2 separate regions of the Columba livia genome follow, and region 1 is linked to region 2. The links are chromatin contacts, called in public Hi-C maps. All regions are on one chromosome and are shown on one strand. Each heading gives the region's core, a stretch centred on a gene start, on an enhancer-like site or on the middle of the called end of the contact. The rest is flanking DNA. Distances are from core to core; before and after follow the strand shown. Region 1 holds the start of C3H1orf115 (chromosome 3 C1orf115 homolog). Region 2 has its middle 30 kb from the start of RAB3GAP2.

The links. A called contact is a pair of places that touch in the nucleus more often than the background predicts.
Region 1: a Hi-C map of liver shows a contact between it and region 2, with 2.1 times the contacts expected there. The contact joins the promoter of C3H1orf115 here to the enhancer-like site in region 2. A contact is called at or near these places in 2 of 2 Hi-C or Micro-C datasets (crop and liver).

What each region holds. Positions count from the first base shown.
Region 1 is chr3:100,735,939-100,740,503 of bColLiv1.pat.W.v2, forward strand. It overlaps C3H1orf115 (chromosome 3 C1orf115 homolog), which reads left to right and starts at 2,970. Exons shown (of 2, transcript XM_065058535.1): 1 at 2,970-3,844. The coding sequence starts at 2,987. MARK1 (microtubule affinity regulating kinase 1) reads left to right here. Exons shown (of 18, transcript XM_065058528.1): 18 at 1-165.
Region 2 is chr3:100,642,817-100,647,784 of bColLiv1.pat.W.v2, forward strand. No RefSeq gene overlaps it. Among named protein-coding and RNA genes, the nearest start is that of RAB3GAP2, 30 kb to the left of the region's middle. Within about 2 kb of position 2,950, at least 1 of the 3 cell types and tissues checked has an H3K27ac peak away from gene starts, as active enhancers do.

The DNA.
Region 1 (4,565 bases), core at 1,720-4,219, 93 kb after region 2:
TGTTGCCTTAGAAAAAGGGTGGTGTTTGGAAAGAAAGAACTGTAGCCCCTTTTCTTTTTTTTTTATTTTTTAATCTGATGTTTATTGAAACAAAATCTGATGCAAGTCATCTTGATTCACTGGTGCACTCTATTAAAACTTACTTGAACAGTTCTCATACTAAAATACTTGTTGTTTGCCCTTTATAAAAGCACAGTAGTTACTGCAGGTAGCCAAGTAGCCTGCAGGTGGACAGACTTTGGCTTCGACACTGAATTTGGGTTGAGCGTTGCCTCAGTTCTGTGGTCTTGCACTGGCCGGAGAGCATCGGGGGTTCAGCACTTTCTTACAAATGTGCGTCCAGGAGCTTTTCCAGAAATTCACCAAAAATCAGCTTCAGGAAGGGGTTTGTGCATCTGCTTAATTTACGCGTAAATGTCCGTGAATGTTCAATTATCCTTGAAAATACACCACTGGAACATAACCATGATGCTAATCGAAGATCATGTGTGAACTTAGTCATGAAACAAAACCCTTTGCCTTTTCAGGAGGTTCAGTGGAAAAAAATATAGGTCATGCTGTGAGACGGTAGATTAAGCGCTTAGGAAAGCTTCCCGCTGTACAGGCCCTGTGTTTACACGGCTGACTTTGTCCTAGATTGTCGCTGTTTTTCAGCGCTTCGTGTAACCAGAGATGCATGAACGTTACACAAAACACAACCTTGCAGGGCGACAGAGGTTTAGAGGATTTTAGTTCCGCTCTCCCATGAAACATAGCCCCCCAACGTGCCCATTTAATGTTTCTGTATATGGATGGTTTACAAATGGTATTATTTCCAGTAACTGCCAGCAGTGTGGAATTGCCCTGATTCCCAGCCCCTGCTCACCTCCCTCCTTTGGCCTGTTGGAAGATGAGCTGTGAACCATGTTCTGCTTCCCGTAACAGATACACCAAGAGCTTCAGCAAGGGTGCGATCCGAGTGCGAAAGGTGTAGCTGCACCCAAACGCCTCCTTTGGCTCCCTACATCTCCTGTTCCTGGCAGGAATAAGATGGGAAGATCCAAGAAAGAGGCTTTTTTCAGAACTGCTGGTTTTATTGGCAAGAAGAGGGTACTTGGCATGGAAATCAGTGAGATGTCACACACTGAATCCCCAGTGCCTGTTTTTTGGGTCCCTCAACAGCTGCCTCGTTACGCAGCCTTTATGTGTAAGCTTGGGTAAAAGTGAGATAATGTTTGGATCTGAAGTGCAGCTTGACTTCAATATGGAAGGGGACCAGCATGGCGTTTTACCAGCACGGTTTTAACTTGGGAAATCCAAGAGACTATTAAATGCCACATCACATTCCACAGCTCCAGGAAGGGATGGGGATGTCTTGGATCTTCAGGGAGCTTACACATTCCATTGGAATTCCTTGGCAGCATTCCTAGGGGGTGGTTGGGGTGGTGGTGAGGGGGTAAACAGTTCTGCCGTCTTGGGTTGGGGTCGTGGTGTCATTTTATTTATTTATTTTAGGTATACAGACACTTCCAAACTGAGTAGATCCCTTTGCATGCATGCCAGTTTAAAACGTTATGACATATGTAGGTCAATGAAAGGGCTACAAACGTGCACTCTTGCTTCTGTGGATGAAAAATGATGCTTGATAAGCAAGTGGCATTGTTAATGCCATGTAGTTATGATAATGCTGAAATTCCACGGGCTGTTAGATATGAGACTTTTGATACCCAGGGTCATACACCTAAGAGGTACCTCAGGCCCCTCGATCCCGATGGCTCACCTGCTGGCCACTCAAACATGTAAATCTCCATCAAGAGATGTATTCTCTGGGGTTTTGATAGCTGAACTCTGGAAAATAAAACAAACTCGGGTACAAACCCCGTGTGTGGGGAAAGGCCTGCCCTTCTTAAGAAGGATTATCTTTCACTCTCCTTGCACTTCTCATTTAGGGGCAAAGTATACCTTTAGTAATGGATCTATAAATAGAAAACCTAGACGCAAACACTTTTCAAAACCCAAGAAAAATATTTAATGCCATTTTTTTTTCTTCAAGGTGGCTTGAGGTTAACAAGATGAAATATACCATTCAACAGCTACTAACACATTATTGGTATTTTATTTTTCGATGCTGCTCCTTAGTCAGCATCAGGTGATTACTTCATCTGTCAAACTATCGAAGGAAGTAGCACATGAAAATCTACAGCAATACACAAGAGCATGCAAAATTCAACTACCCCACCTTGCTCTTTCTGGCATCCTACCTTGTGATTGTCATAAAAATAGGTATTTAGGAGGGGACCTATGGTGCTACTCTGTTCCACCAGCTCTGCAGTGCTTAGGACATAGCTGCACCTCCAGGACATGGAGTATGAAACCCTGTCCTGGTGTCAGGTCTTCACCTCAGCCTTCTGGAGATTTAAATTAAAACCCTGATGATGCCAGCAGGAGTGGTGATGCCTTTAGTATAAAATAGGGGAAGAGACACCTGAGACTTGGCTCACGCTTTCCACCCTTCAGAGGACTGGCCAAGCTCTCTATTACATAGCTTTCCAGCTGGAGCTGTGACAATGGTGAAACAACATCCCCGTGGCACAGAACTACACTGGGTGCAGGATTTACTTGCTAAATGTTATGGGCACATCTCAGGGAGACTCAGGTTCAAGGCTTTGTTCCCTGGTAAGAAAATTCCACAGTAAGGGATCGATCTGTCCCTTTATTGCATCTGCTCATGTGAAATATTTTTACATGCATCAAATGCTGATATATACACCAACTGGATTAATAAACTATATCAATCCTCCCTGTAGAATTGTGCGTTTCGTGATTTACCGCAGCTACATGAACACCGCTTAGGACGTGCAGCTGTTGAACTGCAGCCCGGGCAGCTGCAGAGGCACCGAGCTGTCAGCTTCCCCCGCCTTTAGGCAAAAACTTCTCCTTTAAATGAGGGCTCCGCTACTTTCCCCTTGGCCCGGGTAGCAAAACGGAGCCCCCCCGACCATCGGAGATGCTGTTCACCCGAGGCTGTAGGCAGGAACACCTTTCATACAGAGATCACCAGGGCGTTTGGCCTTTTTTCTGGACGGGAAAACAGCGTGATCTCCCAAACGCGCTGCTGGCACGGAGCGCTGCGTGGGATGCCGGGGACGGAGCCATTGCAGTGTTTCGCTGGGGTCACGGCGCGGAGGCCGAAGCGGCCGGGGCACAGTGCGGGGGCTGCGTCCCCCTGTCCCACCGCCGGCGACAGCGCGAGTTTCCCCACTCCCGAGCTAAGGCGAAGCACGTCCCGGGCTCCCCGTGCAACTCCGCAGCAAAGCGGGACACGGTTTTCCGCCCCAGAGCCGCGGCGGGGCCGGGGGTGCCGGTGCCCAGCGCCGCGGTCCCGCCAGCCCTCGCCCGGCTGCCTCGGGCCGGTTTCCGCGGACACAACCCGCAGGACAGCGGGGACCGGGGCGCCTCTTCCCGCCGCCGTCCCGCCCCGAGGAGGGGGCAGTGGCCGCCTCCGGCCACACCTGTGGCTCGGCGGAGGCGGCCGGAGGTCCGCGCAGACCGGCCGGCGCCCGGCGGCATCATGACGGTGGGTGCGCGGCTGGGAGCCAAGGTGAGGGGCAGGTACTCCCGCCGCGGGCCCGGCGACGACCAGGTCTCCATCCTGCCCGGCGAGGAGGAGGAGGAGGCGGCAGCAGCAGCGGCAGCAGCAGCGGGGGGCAGCGCGGGGGCCCCGCAGCCGGCGGCGCCGGAGGAGGAAGGCGCTGCCTCCAGGAAGGTTCGCTTCGCCCTCCTGCCCGGCTCCTACGAGCCCCTGCGCCCGCCGCGGGCCCCCAGCAAGCGGCCCTACGGGAAGCGGCTGAAGAAGTACGGCAAGGTGAGGGCAGGGCGCTCCCGGACCGGGCGGGCGGCGGGGTCTCGGTACCGGCTTCCCCGAGGAGCTCTCGGGAGCCCCCCGTGTCCTTCGGGCGCTTTAGGCGGCAGCGCTCAGCCCGCCCGCCCGCTCCTGCCCTTGCTGGGGAGCAGCGGGTCCCGCTGGGGAAGGCACGATCGTCACCGACCCTCACCTAGATCAGAGGGTCGAAAATCTACCGTTGCGGAGTGAAAATGACACTAAGCTGATCCATGTGACGGGGGTTTGCCTGTCTTTGTTCTGCATGTCCCTCGGCGTCATTGTTTTGACACCATTTCTTAAAACTTCTAGTTAATTGGCCTGCCTTTTTTTTTTTTTTTTAGTGACCGAAAGAAAGGCTAATACCATCCCTCCAGTGCAGCAATTTGCCACTTTGCCTTCTAGGTGTTCCCTGAAAAATCAGTGCTGTGAGTTAAAGAAAAAAAAACGCAACACGTTCTTTATTGTGTAACTACCATTTTGGATCAAAATCGTTCCTTTTCCTTTCCTGTGTGGAAAGTCACGAGTCCTGCAGTCTGGTGGTTTATTTTTTTTCTCCCTCAAGGGTGGGTGCTGTTGATTACAAAAGTGATATCTGGAATAATTTGGTTATTTTTCTCTTGTTCATGTCACTTAAACACAGTTCAGGTATGTCTTGTAGCAGAGAATAGTTTCTGTGTTAGCAGGAAAAACCTGTTTGGTGCCT
Region 2 (4,968 bases), core at 1,700-4,199:
TTCACAGTTTGCACACACGACAGTATTTCAAATAAAAATTACGTAGCATTTAACACTCCATTTTTAACAATGCAATCAATTGAAAAATCAGCAGCTCATAAAGTAGTAATTCCAACTCACTTTTTAAATAAAACCATCCAAATATTTTGCCATAGCTTCTCGTTCTTGATTTAGTACTATTTGGTCATTTTGCAGTAATTAATGTGACGTTTTTGTTTTTAACTGGTAAGAATACAATTGTTCTTAAAATGGCATTATGGAAAAGAGTGTATTTTCCTAGGCATTCTTCTATGCATATGTGGCAAGGTGTCAGGTTGGCTTTCTCCCCTTCACCCTTCAGTGTGGCTGGCAGAACACATTACTCAGTTTCCTATTGTTATTCTAAATGGTGATGGAAACATGGTAGATTGCTACATAAGTAAAACTAAGATTTTTAATCTAAAGAATTCTGTGTTTTCCTAAGCATATTGAATTTAGGAACATTACTTGGATTGCAACAGATTCTTAATGGGAGTGAGAAGCTCCATGTTTACAGAATGTCTTCTGTAGCAGCTGTCTGGTTTCTGGAAAATGTGGTTGAATATTCATGCTCCACACCCTACATGACCGATATAGTTACTGTAGCATTCTGACTAGTGTAAATTACAGAATAAAATCTGCATTTGAAGTCACCCGTAGCCCTCTCACACTGTCTGTCTCTGCCGGTATACCTGCTTGATTTAGGATTCCCTTGCTCTACAGGAGCCTAAGAAGGCTTTAATGAAAATGAAGCTCATGGTGTAATGCTTTGATCATCTCATTAGCTTCTCCATTATGTAACCCTTTCAACTACCCAGCCAAAGTCAAAGGCAGGGAAAAAATTTTGCATTGCAAAATGCTACCTAATTTATCATGACACTTGTTACAATGCTATTATTACGATACTTCCTAAATAGACCTGGCTATAAGTAATGAAATAATGAAGATCTAACACTTTGAAACTTCCTGCCTTGTCCTCAGGACATTTAGAAATATGGAGAAGCCATATTTTCTTGTGATTTCCACAGGAACAATCCGGCGAGCCACCATTCTCTCTGCCCTTGGCCCATGGTGTCAGGCAAGGGAGGGCTAAGAGATTCAAAAGAGATTCTGCATTTAGAACTTGATATTCTGTTTCCCTCAAACATATGGGTTGCTTACACCTAAGTGAAAAAGGTGCAAAGACTGCCCATTTTCTGCCTTGCTGATGCCTATTGCCGGGATAGAGTCACTTTCTGACACCGTGCTTGGTGCCTAGCTTGATCCTTACTTGGCTGGTTATCCCAGTGCGATCGGTTATGTACCTCTCTTGGGCAAAGAAATCTATGAGTTTGCTCATTATGTACCATTATGTATCATTCTGAGGGAACATACTCTGTGAAAACCATACTGAGTACAAGATTTGGATCAATAAGGCAACCTTCACAGAATTTTGGGGAGTTTTGGATAGAAACTGTTACTGATTATCTGGAACAACCATCGAGTATAATTTCTGATCTGAGTGCAATAGAAGAATAAGAATAATACTTCATAATGCTGAGGGTATTATCATTATTCCAGATAATGTGCACCACCACAATACTGACTTAAAATTTGGCTTAGCAGAGTTTAATACATGACTCGGAGCAGTCATTGAAAACTCTTTGTGAGTACTGTGGCAAAGGCTAATGTAAATAAAGGAAGATCAAAGTAAACTTTGAAGTAGGAATAGAGCCTGACATAGACTAGCAAGACATACTGTACTTAGGCATAACCCAACAAACTGGAAATATTTCATTTTCAATTTCCTGTCCAAGATACCAGCCTTAAGACTTACTTTATTATTATTATTGTTATTATTATTATTGCATCTTTTGTTTCTCAGTGCCATTAAGTACAAGCTGTGCTAGTAACTTATTTTACAAGCTTTCCAGAAATATATGAACTCTATTTTCTTTTTTGTAAACACTGTTGATAGCGTTTTACCATAGAGAAGACCAATACAGTTCCCCAGCTCCACTAGCACACAACGAATGCTGTCAGTGCCCCCACAAAGCCACCGTGCAGCAGAAAGATCAATAAAGGCCAAGAGAAGGTGTCAGGACGTAAGTGCCTCAGTGCACTTAGCAGTCTCCTTTCATCCACCTCCATTTTCATCTTCACGTAGAACTTCTCATACAAGTGACAGCGCTGCAAGCAGTCATGCCAAGTGGCATTTTCCAGACCTGTCAAATATACTTGAAAAGGTTTATTTCATGGTTCAAGGCATATATGTCTATGCAGGCTCTTGAGAGAAGCAACATACTCTTCAGTTGTAACCATATAGGTCTTCACAGTCCTCTATCTGCAATGCTTGAGCCTCCATGGGACATTTCTTCTGCACTATGACTCCTCAGTGCCTACAGACGGAGCCTTTTCCTGCCTTTCATTCCACAGAAGGTGAATAAGCATCGGCTACAGAAAAATCTGCACCAACCGTAAGAACATGCCACCCCTGACACACAGTCACACACCTGAAGGCATACTCCAGGAAAAGTGTCTTCTCACTAACGTGTGCAATGCAGCTAATCGACCACTGGGCTATAGCAATGAGCCAGAGAGAAGGCAGAGTCACTCTTGGTGAGTTACGGCTGCTGGAGACAAGCCTGAGCAAGAAACTCCCCATCCTAACCTGGATTTCTCCAGAAGCCTTGTGTAGTCACGTCCTGCAGGGTAATGGGCGTCTTTTATTGCAGCGTGATAGACAAAATTCAAGTGATTTTTATTTACTACTTGGCAAGCCATTAATAATGACTTCTGATAATTTTCTCCTCTGCACAGAGAGTGCTAGCTCCACTCTCCTCCTGCTTTGGTGGTGTGAACGTAGCAGAGATATCCTGCTCTGTCCGCTCCTGGAGTCCTTGAAGGACATGGTGCTGGAGGAGACGCATGGCTGCTCTGCACTGAGCAAGATGACAAACAGCAATCTGGCAGCTGCTTGCCTCCAGCCCTCCTGGCTGTCCTCCCAGCTGAGAGCAGAAGCCACAAAGTAGCAGAAAACTCCTTTACATTTCCTCTACGTAGATTAGCTGCAGCCTGCAAAATACCTGGAAATCAGACCCCATTTTGCATAGTTCTTGGGTGTAACATGATGACAATCACCATGAGAAAAGCTCTGGATCTAGGTGATCCTCAGTGGATCAGCTATAGCACAAACATTGACATTTCCAAACAGTCCTACTCACTTGTGGAGATTAAAGTGAATCCCAGAGTATTTTATTCTGTCTATAATCCTAAATAACAACAAATCTGGATCTGTTGTATAATATTAAATAAGTCATCCCTTACTTTTTGTCTCCCCTATGTCAAAAAACATCATAAGCTTTGACAGTCAAGTACTCAGAAATAAGGAAATACTCAAACGCCAGCTGTTTATTTCACACAGAGGAGTGGCCATCCCCTAACATGCCATGTACCACTGGCTGGATTAATGCATTACATGCTCTCTTCTAGAGAAAGAAACTACACCCAGCTGAGCAATCTCAGGGCCTGCACTCCAAAGGCTGATTGCTAGGTTAGTGCTTTCATTATTATGGGTTCTTGATGGAAACATAAACCACGGGAGCAGAGAGTTCTCATGGTTTGTACAGTTCAGCAGAATGTACAGACTATTCAGTTTGGATGTATTTTATTAACATTGAGCATTCACCTCACGCTCAGATAGCTTTTGACATTGTTGGCACTTAAGTAACAATAAGAGCCCCTGTTATCCAGTGTACTTTTTTTAAAGTCTTTTTCTTTTTCAAAGGCATCTGTATCATCTCTCTGCCTTAAGGGATGTGGTATGATTGGTGTATCACTGCTCGCAGGAAACCAGGCTCTGGGGATGCAGCTGTGTTGCCAGAAAGTCTGCACACCATAGAAATATCTTTTGTGCGTTGCCAGTAAGTTGTGGCTGTGGCTGTATCCCTAAGGGTTCCCGAAAGGTTTTGTACTGTAGGTGTATCCCTGTGCTGCCAGAAAGCCTGTGGTTGTGGATGTTTTTGTCTATATGACCGAAAAGTTGTGGGCTACTGATAGATCGGTATGTGCTATGATAAAGCCTGTGTGCTGTGTGCTCTCTTCTGCTAGAGGCATTTGGGCAGTTCCAGAGCTATTTGTCTCCACGGCATTTGGGGCACACGCTGCTCCATTTGCCCTAGCGTATCTGCATGGTAATAATGTTGTAGGTGTGATAACACATTTGCGCCAAATTACTCACTCTACTAGCGTATGTGCCATCCCTCTGAGGATCTCAAGATGATTTGAAATTGCTGATTAAGCTTCCTACACCAGAGACAAGTAAGGATTATTATGACCATTTTACAGATGTGTGCTGCTGTTTTCTCCAGAAGGCTGGTGTGCTCCCTGCTGGTGGTGTAAGTAAAAAACCCTGTACCCAGGGTTCTGGGTCCCTAGCTAGCTCTTACCCAGATAAAACACTGATCTGGGTAGCAGCTGAAACCAGGACTCTGCAGCAAGTCATAAATTTTGAAGCTGAGGGCAAAGGGAGCTTGCCTGGCATATATACAGCAGAAAATATCACACACATTCATTTTCCTGATTTTAGGAACTGCAACTTTTGATTCAAGGACAAGAACCAAGAGACTGCCCAGGCTCTTGCTGCAGAGCCAGAGCAGTCTCAACAGACCTGAATACCAACTTCAGTATAACTTCGTAGCACAATATAGTGGTCTGCACTCTGTGGATTCCCAAAGGAATGAAGTATTTTGCAGGAGACAGTGTGCAAATCCATAACAAGGTTCCCATCCCACAGCCTGCTGTGTATTTGCCCCTGAACAGTTAATCAGCTCTAAGGATGCAGTCTAGACAACACTTTCTCTGTCTTTCTCAAGCTAAAAATAAGGAAGTGTGAAAAGATGCTAAACCCAGACAGATGTATAACAGACAAAAACTTTCAAAAGGTCATGGGGATTCCGCTTTTTATGTTCA